Linked DNA regions of Mus musculus: regions 1 and 2 are each linked to region 3. A link is a contact called in public Hi-C data. All regions are on one chromosome and are shown on one strand. The core of a region is the stretch at or near the end of the contact, and the rest is flanking DNA. Distances in the headings are between cores, read along the strand shown.

Region 1 (2,700 bases), core at 174-2,673, 110 kb before region 3:
CCAGCAGCAGCAAAGACCTGGGAAGGTTGGCTTGTTTTCTTTCCTTTCTGGAAGGTTCCATTGGGGTACCTGAGCTGGCCTGTTGGGAAGCCATGGCCCTCCATGTCTGAATGATTGCTTAGTGTCTGAAAGGCTTGAGGCTAGACTCCACAGGTGGGGTGTTCACATAGAACTAAATCCCACCCTTGTTCGGGGGAGGGGGGTGGGTAGGGAGGAAGCAAAGTCCCAGATATAAATTTAGTCAAAATGACTGGGGACACATGGCTCTGCCTTCATGTAGGGTACCTGTGCCAAGCATCAGGCTACCAAGAACTGCCTCATCCTAGCCACCATCCTGAGACATACCAGCAAGGATCCAAAGGCAGGTACCTGTCACATACACAGGACCTGGCAGCTGCACTCGGGCATCCCAGGATCCTAGTGAGGCTGGCCTGTCCTCCACAAAGGCACTTCATAAGTTGGGAAGCCAGTATGACGACAGCTTACTATATGCTGTGTGTTAGCTCCATCCTTCCAATAATCCAGTGAGGTGTCACCTTCTCATCCAGCACAGATGTCCTCTTGACCTCGGAAAGAACCTGGCTTCCTGATAGGGAAGGTGAGGCAGGCTGGTTAAGCACTGCATGAGCATGGTCACCCAGGTAGAAAGCAGGCACAGCACTGCTGGGTTCTGAAGTCTGGCACATGCCCCACACAGTCTCAGTTCCCAGTGTCTGTCCTATGCAGGCAGAAGAGCTACACCACCCAGAGACCCAGGTCCACACTCGGCTAGCTTCACGTGGGGGACTACATACCCCACCTCACCTTAACACAGAGGAAGCTGAGGCTCAGAAGTGTCCCTTGCTTTGCCTCTTACCCAGCAGTGTGGGTCTCAGGCCGGAAGTGATCCCCCAGAAGACCTGTTACAAAGGTCTAAGTGCCTCCTCCAGCACCACAGACTGACACTGCAGCACACAGCTTCATACACCCCAGGCTGAAGAAACAACTCCTGAGCGCAGGGCCACATCCCATCCATCTCAGTCCAAAAACAACAGAGCAGCCTGTATGCAGAAGCGCAGACCCACAAGCTGAGGGTCTCAGGCCTCCTTCTCAAGGGCACTACATGCCCAGGCCCAGGACATAGTGACAGAGCTGTTCCCTTCCCCCACCGCCCCCTTTTCAGTCCCTTGATTTGTGCACACTGTGTGCTGCACAGTGAAGGCAGAGACTTCACAGGCACCCGGGAAACGGGTGTCACCACCTTCGAGGCACCCGCTTCCTCCTTCAACCTTGGCAGCTGCGATTTACAATGGGAGACATCCAATTAGCATGTCTCCTGCCCACAGCTGGTTATAATTGTCATTCACGTGAACAGCCAGTTAGCCACTTGGACACTCTTGAAGGCAGATTGCTGTATATAACGCTTTCTAGAGGAAACCTCATTACCGGGGCTGCGGAAACCCCATGGGTAGAGAAGGCTGGAGAACCTCACAGTTTTCTTCTTGGGCTCAGCTCCAAGAGCACACCACAGGCTGGGCCCCAGAGTTCCTGCCAGGAGAACTCCCACTTCCCTTCCACATCTCCAAGGGCTGCAGGGGTAGATCCTGGCCTGCAGGAGAGCTCCTGGGCTCGCTCCATCAAAGAGGGCAGTTTCTTACTGGACTGGCCTAGGACTGGCTGCAGACTATGGAAGGCCTTGTGGGAAATGGGGCAAGGGTCCTTTGCCAGTGACTCCAAATGCAGAGGCAAGAGCAGTGCCCGCAGATCCACATGGCCCCTGGGGCAGCAGGAGCCCACCCTCACTTGGGATCAGGAAGCAGCTCCCAGAGGTTGGAACCCCAGGCTTTGGGCACAAGACAGTATTAGGGGTTGTGGGAGGTGGCCCAGTCTAGAAAGCACTAGACTCACAACCATAAAGACCTGAGTTCAAATCCCCAAACCCACTCTAAAAGGCCTGGCACAATGGCACATGCTTATAAACCCAGAGATGGAGACAGGAGGGCCCCTGGGGTCTCCTGACCAACCAGTTTAGCCTAACCTGTGAGCTCTGAGCCAGTGAGAGACCTGCCTCTAAAACCAAAGTGGATGGCACCTGATGAATAACACATGCGCACGCGCGCGCGCGCGCACACACACACACACACACACACATACACACTCACACTCACACACATAACCATTTGATCCTGCCCAGCTCCAGTCCCAATGAACACTTCTAGAGATTGTTGTGAGCCTTCAGACCCACCTATCCAGGCTCATACCCCTTCCCCAAGATGACACAAAGAAAGGCCCCATCTCCACAACCTCCCATCAGCCCCTAAAAGCTGTTTCCTCACTCTTAGGCCTGGGTTTGACATGAGGAAGTCACTCTGTCCATAAAGGGGTAGAAGCACCATGCCTTGCTTAACTGTAGAACCCCACCCACTCTGCCTCTCCAGGAGGAGGGAGGGGTTTGGTCAATGGGGTATAGGTCCCACGAATGACAAGCATGACCATTCACTCAGAGATTTCTGTAACAGGAGGTGGGTACTTCCCAGACTCTTCCTCTATGCTTTCTAAAGCAGGACATGGACACAGCATCACAGGTCAGGTGTCAAGTCACCTCCTCCCACCTGTGCCCTGAATGGCCGGATGTGACACTTGTTCTTCTGAAGGCCATCTATGTGCTTGGGCCAGGAAGTCCCTAAGAAGCACTCAGTGTCAGGCCCACCTGGTACCAGA
Region 2 (2,700 bases), core at 115-2,614, 72 kb before region 3:
GCCATGACCTCCAGCTGCTATGGCAGACACTGACGTTAGCTCTCCGAGACAGCGGGCAGTGCATTGACTTCTTCCCAGTTACACGCAGAAATGAACAACCCAACCAAGCAACAACAAAGGCAGTAGACCCAGGAGCAGGGACAGAAAGGGGGTGAGTGGGAGCCACGAGGGGAGGGAGCATGGAGGGCAAGACCCTGGATGCTGGGATGCCCAGGCCCCGCCCATGTGTGTCACAGAATGAAACATCAGCCACAGCAAAGAGCCTTGCACACTGGAAACCCTGGTCAGAAGCACCAAGAGCCCAAGGAGACTCCATGGGACCCTGGGACTGTGGTCCATTTCATAGTACAATGGACAGATAAGCTCAGACTGTATAACCAGACATCCCTTACTGGGGGTCTTCATCTAGGGGGTTGCAGTTGGTACAAGACAATGGCAAGCATCTCAGGATGGCCGGGATGTCACTTATCAGTACCCCTCTTGACCCATTCAAGCTCTAAACAACTAGGGAGTGCCAAGGACCAGGTCAGTAGAAGAACATAAATAACCAAAATACAGGCAGACATCATTGCTTTGTTTATCATTTTGTAGAGAAGGAAGATGAATCAGGCCAGGTTCCATGCAGTAATTTCTCAGACAGCAGCAGTGGACAGCCATGCACCTACAGGACAAGTCCCTTACCTTTGGCTTTGGTATTCCAGAGCCTCTCAGTCACTGGGAGGGGAGGCAAGGCACTGCACTATGGCTTCAGGCCTCTAGGCAACAGGAGCAGAAAGGAAAGCAGGGCCATAGTCACTGGGCTGTGCTGATGCACCTTTAGTAAATGGGAGAATCCCAGTGGGGCCATATTCCAAGTGTGACCTAGTGGCTGGGGAGTCAGCACTGTACAAGAAGCTAAAACTATAAGCAGTGGAAATGAGCCCGTGTGAGAAAGCCCTGGTGCCTGCAAAGCCAGGTGTGTACCACCATGGGCTGTGCACGGTTCACAGCCTCCTGCCAAGACGATGCCTGATCCAGATCCAAAATGCTGGCCTGGGTCCAGCATCTTAGGGGAGATGTCTGCTCTCCCAGCCATGGCAACTGTCCATCAACCCCACAGAAAGCACGTAGCGAGTCTCACCTAGATCTCCAATGTTCACCCCTGTATCCAGGACTCTCTTAGGGACCACCTGCTGGGGAAATGCCATCTCAACTCATTGTATGCTGAAAACAACTACAGCAATCCCAACACATTCTAGAACAGCCACTCACTGGGAGTCTGGGCCACAGAGACTGTGGAAAGGGGATGCCTGTGACATCAGGCCTTGAAAGGAATCAGGAGAGAAACAAACATGTGTGGTCAGAAAAACCTTAGTCACCACCACTCAGGTCCCTGACTCTCAAACAGGAAGAGACAGAGAAGAGACTGAGCAAAGAACCCAGCGTGGCTCTCTGGGTAGACTTGCTTCCTGCTTCCTGCTTCCTCCTTCCTCTCTCCTCTTTCTCCTCCCTCCTCCGCCCTCTTCCTCCTTCCTCTGCACAGTTTTCCATTTTTAATTAATAAGTGCCTCTGAAAAGCCATGCAGCCTGCTGCCAGACTTCATAGCAGGGCATGGGCTCTGTACCAGAGTCACCTCCATCACCTTCTGCCACCAATGCAGTACCTCATCCAGCCCTCCCAGCTCCAGCAAGGCAAGCTGCATGTGACCAAGCAATAGGCAGATGTCAACAAAGACCCCACCCCTGGCTCTTGTTAGTTCCCAGTGCATCCTAGGCCTCCTCTCCCTCCGTGATGAACACATATTCGAGATCCAACAGCCAGAGAGCTACAAATCAAAGCTTTCTCCTCCATGTGTCCTGCTGTTGGGAGGTGGATGTTCCCTCCCAGGCCAGCCAGACCCATGGGAGTCCATTGACTATGGACAAACTTGCCACTTCTCTTTGGTTAGTGAGACTGGATGGCACCCCTGCCTCGGGTCCTTTGATCTCCAAAGGGCTCAGGCAGTGCCCTGACAGCAGCCTGGGGAAGGAAGGTAGATTCAATCATGAGGGGTGGCATGGAGGGGGGCATCATCTCACTTCTCTCCCCAAGGATTGGAATAACACACACACACACACACACACACACACACACTTCAATGTCAGGAGCCAGGACCGGGCCTCACTTCACCCCAGCAAGGCAGAACTGCTTCCCAAGTTCTCCTCCCTCCCACCCCCATCCCTACCAAGTGTCTTCTGTCCCCAACCTCCTAAGGTTGGTCCTCTCAGCCAACCTGTACACCTGAGGGCTGCCTTCCCCACCCATCCTGTACAGGCAGTCAAGGTGATTGGCATGAGTCACTCGAGTGGGAACAAGCTGTGGTGTTCCTCTGTTGTGACCTTGAGCAACCCATGTGACTCTCCTCTGCACCTACCTCTGGGCTTTCTCTCCTCCAAGACAGAATTCATCACTGGGCTCCAGTGAAAGTCACACAAGAACAGGGTCCTTGGCTGCCCTGCTCCATCTAACTCCTTAAGATACTCCAGTCTGGGCCTCAGGATGCAGGTGTCAGTCAGCCCACAAGCCTCAGTTTACTGACCCTGCTCATAGAAACACTTCTACCACCACTGGGTCATCACAGGTCTAGATCTTCAGATAAGGATTGGGTCCTGAAGCACAGAGGCAGGATAGACCACCATCACAGACATATCAGACAGAAACCAGGGATTTTTAAGTGGGGA
Region 3 (2,700 bases), core at 115-2,614:
GACAGAGTGACTCTGACCTTTAACAAGGAAAAACAAACCCCTTGAGGTGCACTACCAAAAAAAGGAACGGGGAGTGGCTGGATCCTAAATCTGGAAGAGCAGGAGCGGGATGGACGCTGGAGCTCTCCGGGCAGAGGGAGAGGCATGGGAGAAAGGGAGGGAGGGAGTTGGCGCACTGCTCTAAAGACCACAGAACGTTAAATACTATTAAACACCCCATGGTCCACTCGGACCAAAGACAGCTGTGGGGCACACTAGGAGGAGCAATCCTAGAATTAAGAACCTTCGAACAGGACATGGAACTGTCAGGGATATCATGGACCCTGAGGTCAGCATAAATGAAGTAGTAAGGACGCCAGAGGTGGCAATTCCAGAGGTGTTCTCTGGAGCTGCTGAGTGCAGTGCAGTGTGTGGGCGACCCACCCACTGTCCACGCGGCGCAGAGCTGGGTAGCCCTCAAGGACCTGGAGTTGTCCCATGCTGCCCAGATCCTGACGACTCTAGGGACCTTCCCTGTAGCCCAGATCTAGAGGCTAGGGGTGTTTCTGGTCTCCAGATCTTCGGAAAAACCTTCTGAGCGAGACAGAATCTCACAAATTCGAGGACCCTTCCAAAAGTAACCCATAACCAGAAGCCAGTAGGGGCGCCGCCGAGGTGACCCGCGTCCCCCAAGTAGCCAAGAATGCCCAGCAGAGTGACCGCGGGTGGTCCGGAAGTAGGGGGCTGTGGTGGTCTCCCTGGGTATCCCGAGGTGTCCGGGCAGGGCCGGGGTGAGTGCGGAGGTCACTTACGCTGCTGTTCTCTCCTGTCCAGTGTACCATCGCCTGGTTGTGCGTCGCGTCTCCCTTGAGCACGAACGACGTGCTGATGAGCGAGACCTGTGCGCGCGAAGCCGAAGCCGCACCGGCCACCGGCACCGCCCGAGCCCTGCGCCCCTTGCCCGGAGCTGGGGCGCCATCGGTGCTGGGACCCGAAGCAGAACCCGGACCGAGACCCGGGACGCTGGGTTCTGATTCTCGTGCCTGTGGATCTTTGCGATCGCCGGACTCCGTGCGTCCCGCGGGCAGCAGCCTAGTGATCTGCACACCGGGACCCTGGCGCCCGGGCTGGGGGGAGCGCCCCATCGCTCCGCAGGCAGCCACCAGCACCAGCAGCAGCAGCAGCAGCGGCCACGAACGTGGCCAGCACGGCGGCAGCAGAGCCTGAAAGCTCCGGTCCGGCGCAGTAGGGCCAGGACGCTTCGGGGCGCTCGGGGGTCCCCGGTGCGCCATGGTCGCTGGTAGGTAACGGCGGGGCGGTGCGGACGACACCGCGGCCGGGAGAGCGGGAGGGCGCTGGGAGCTTGAGCAAGAGCGCAGAGAAAGGAGCCGGGAGGGAGGGAGCGCGGGAGGAGGGGACTCAACGCCGCCACGCAGCCAAGGGAGCACCGCCACCTGCCGGCCGCGCGCAAGCCACCGCAGCTCTGGGCTGGGCCAGGCCGGGCCAGGATGTCCTGAGTGCAGTCACACCTCCAAGACCCCTTCCTTCTTTCCTTCCTTCCTTCCTTCCTTCCTTCCTTCCTTCCTTCCTTCCTTCCTTCCTTCCTTCCTTCCTTCCTTCCTTCCTTCCCAGTGACTCCTAACTTTATCCTCGCTCCTCTTCTCCCACCCACTTTTCATCCTCCCTGACTTTCTCGAGGCGTCTACACTTGACCAGCCGGAGTTCCAGGCACTTGGGGCACAACAGGGTGCAACAAAGGGAAACAGGCCACACCCAAGTAGCCCGCTTAGAGGCCAAACAACTCCAGAGTAGCCGTTCTGCGGAGGTGGGGAGGGCGCCTCCTCCGGGCGCTGCTGGAGAGAGTCAAGGGGACGCCTGCGAATCATGAAAACCTGAAAGATGTTCCAGGCAGCTGAGGATAGTGCAGGAACCTTGGGGTGTCGCCCAAAACCAATTTAGTCCCTCAGACTCTGGCTTTATCTCCCACCTCCAGGGGGAGCCCCTGAACATATTACACCTGAGTAGCGGTAGCAAGGAGAGAAGAACAGAGAGGCAAGGTCCCAGCCAGAAGGTGTAGGCCAGCACAGAACATGAGGAAACTAGCCCCAGAGCTCACCAAGTCTTTAATTCAATGTCAATAAAAGCAGCCATTATTACCAGCCCCTCTGCCATCCAGAACACAAAGCAGGTGCCTGCCCAAATAAGGCCAAGAGTGCAGTTGAGCTTTGTCCCCTCGGCATCCTCTCAGGAGCAGGGTCTAGGAGACAGGGAGACTTGGAGACCAACACTGAAAGGCCCCGCTGCCTGCTGGGTCTCTTCACTCCAGGGAACAGAGTAGAGCAAAGAACAAAGTATCCAGCAACAACAGCTGAACTTGCTCCCAAGGTTGAACTCCAGTGCCCCCTCCAGGAATTTCTGTTCAGCACAAGTCATTTTGCCAGGGCTCCGCTGTGCCAAGCACTGAGCAGGACTAGAGCGCCTGCCCCTGCCCCGTGTCCAAGAAGGCCTCCTCCTGTGGAATGTGCCCAGGCTGCACCCTGATGTAAACTTCCAACCCAAAAAATTCAGGAGCTGAAGTCCAAAGCCAGGCAAGGGCGCACAGCTGTGGCGACATTTGGTCTAGCAAAGAAAGGGCAGCGAAGCCTGTCAGTGTGGGGCTGAAGGGGGTGGGGAAGGAGAGGAACCGAGAAGATAATGTGACCAACTCCCATGTGCCTTTTC

What was found. Hi-C and Micro-C count contacts between places; a contact is called where the count stands out from the background.
Region 1: a Hi-C map of cerebral cortex shows a contact between it and region 3, with 3 times the contacts expected there. The contact joins the enhancer-like site here to the promoter of Sorcs2 in region 3. A contact is called at or near these places in 14 of 39 promoter capture datasets (the 3T3-L1 cell line, 3T3-L1-derived adipocytes, the C10 cell line and 9 more), 7 of 15 datasets of contacts at CTCF or cohesin (the G1E-ER4 cell line, embryonic stem cells, hippocampal excitatory neurons and 2 more), 53 of 484 Hi-C or Micro-C datasets (B cells, the C2C12 cell line, CD4 T cells and 27 more), 19 of 115 datasets of contacts at active chromatin or transcription factors (Th17 cells, Th2 cells, craniofacial prominence and 9 more) and 3 of 9 other capture datasets (adipose tissue, liver and pancreatic islet).
Region 2: a Hi-C map of double positive thymocytes shows a contact between it and region 3, with 6 times the contacts expected there. The contact joins the enhancer-like site here to the promoter of Sorcs2 in region 3. A contact is called at or near these places in 26 of 39 promoter capture datasets (the 3T3-L1 cell line, the C10 cell line, the HPC-7 cell line and 14 more), 11 of 15 datasets of contacts at CTCF or cohesin (CD8 T cells, the G1E-ER4 cell line, the NIH/3T3 cell line and 6 more), 280 of 484 Hi-C or Micro-C datasets (the 3T3-L1 cell line, 3T3-L1-derived adipocytes, the 4T1 cell line and 133 more), 57 of 115 datasets of contacts at active chromatin or transcription factors (the 230-238 cell line, CD4 T cells, CD4 single positive thymocytes and 37 more) and 6 of 9 other capture datasets (adipose tissue, embryonic stem cells, embryonic tail and 3 more).

The regions. Positions count from the first base shown.
Region 1 is chr5:36,284,193-36,286,892 of GRCm38.p6, forward strand. The region is part of intron 1 of Sorcs2 (sortilin-related VPS10 domain containing receptor 2); the gene reads right to left. Among named protein-coding and RNA genes, the nearest start is that of Mir7689, 16 kb to the right of the region's middle. Within about 2 kb of position 1,424, at least 23 of the 459 cell types and tissues checked have an H3K27ac peak or open chromatin away from gene starts, as enhancers often do. A contact at or near this core is called in cerebral cortex and uterus, where this site is marked.
Region 2 is chr5:36,325,212-36,327,911 of GRCm38.p6, forward strand. The region is part of intron 1 of Sorcs2 (sortilin-related VPS10 domain containing receptor 2); the gene reads right to left. Among named protein-coding and RNA genes, the nearest start is that of Mir7689, 25 kb to the left of the region's middle. Within about 2 kb of position 1,365, at least 24 of the 459 cell types and tissues checked have an H3K27ac peak or open chromatin away from gene starts, as enhancers often do. A contact at or near this core is called in the 63-12 cell line, B cells, the C2C12 cell line and 10 more, where this site is marked.
Region 3 is chr5:36,396,775-36,399,474 of GRCm38.p6, forward strand. Sorcs2 (sortilin-related VPS10 domain containing receptor 2) reads right to left here and starts at 1,365. Exons shown (of 27, transcript NM_030889.2): 1 at 792-1,365. The coding sequence starts at 1,271.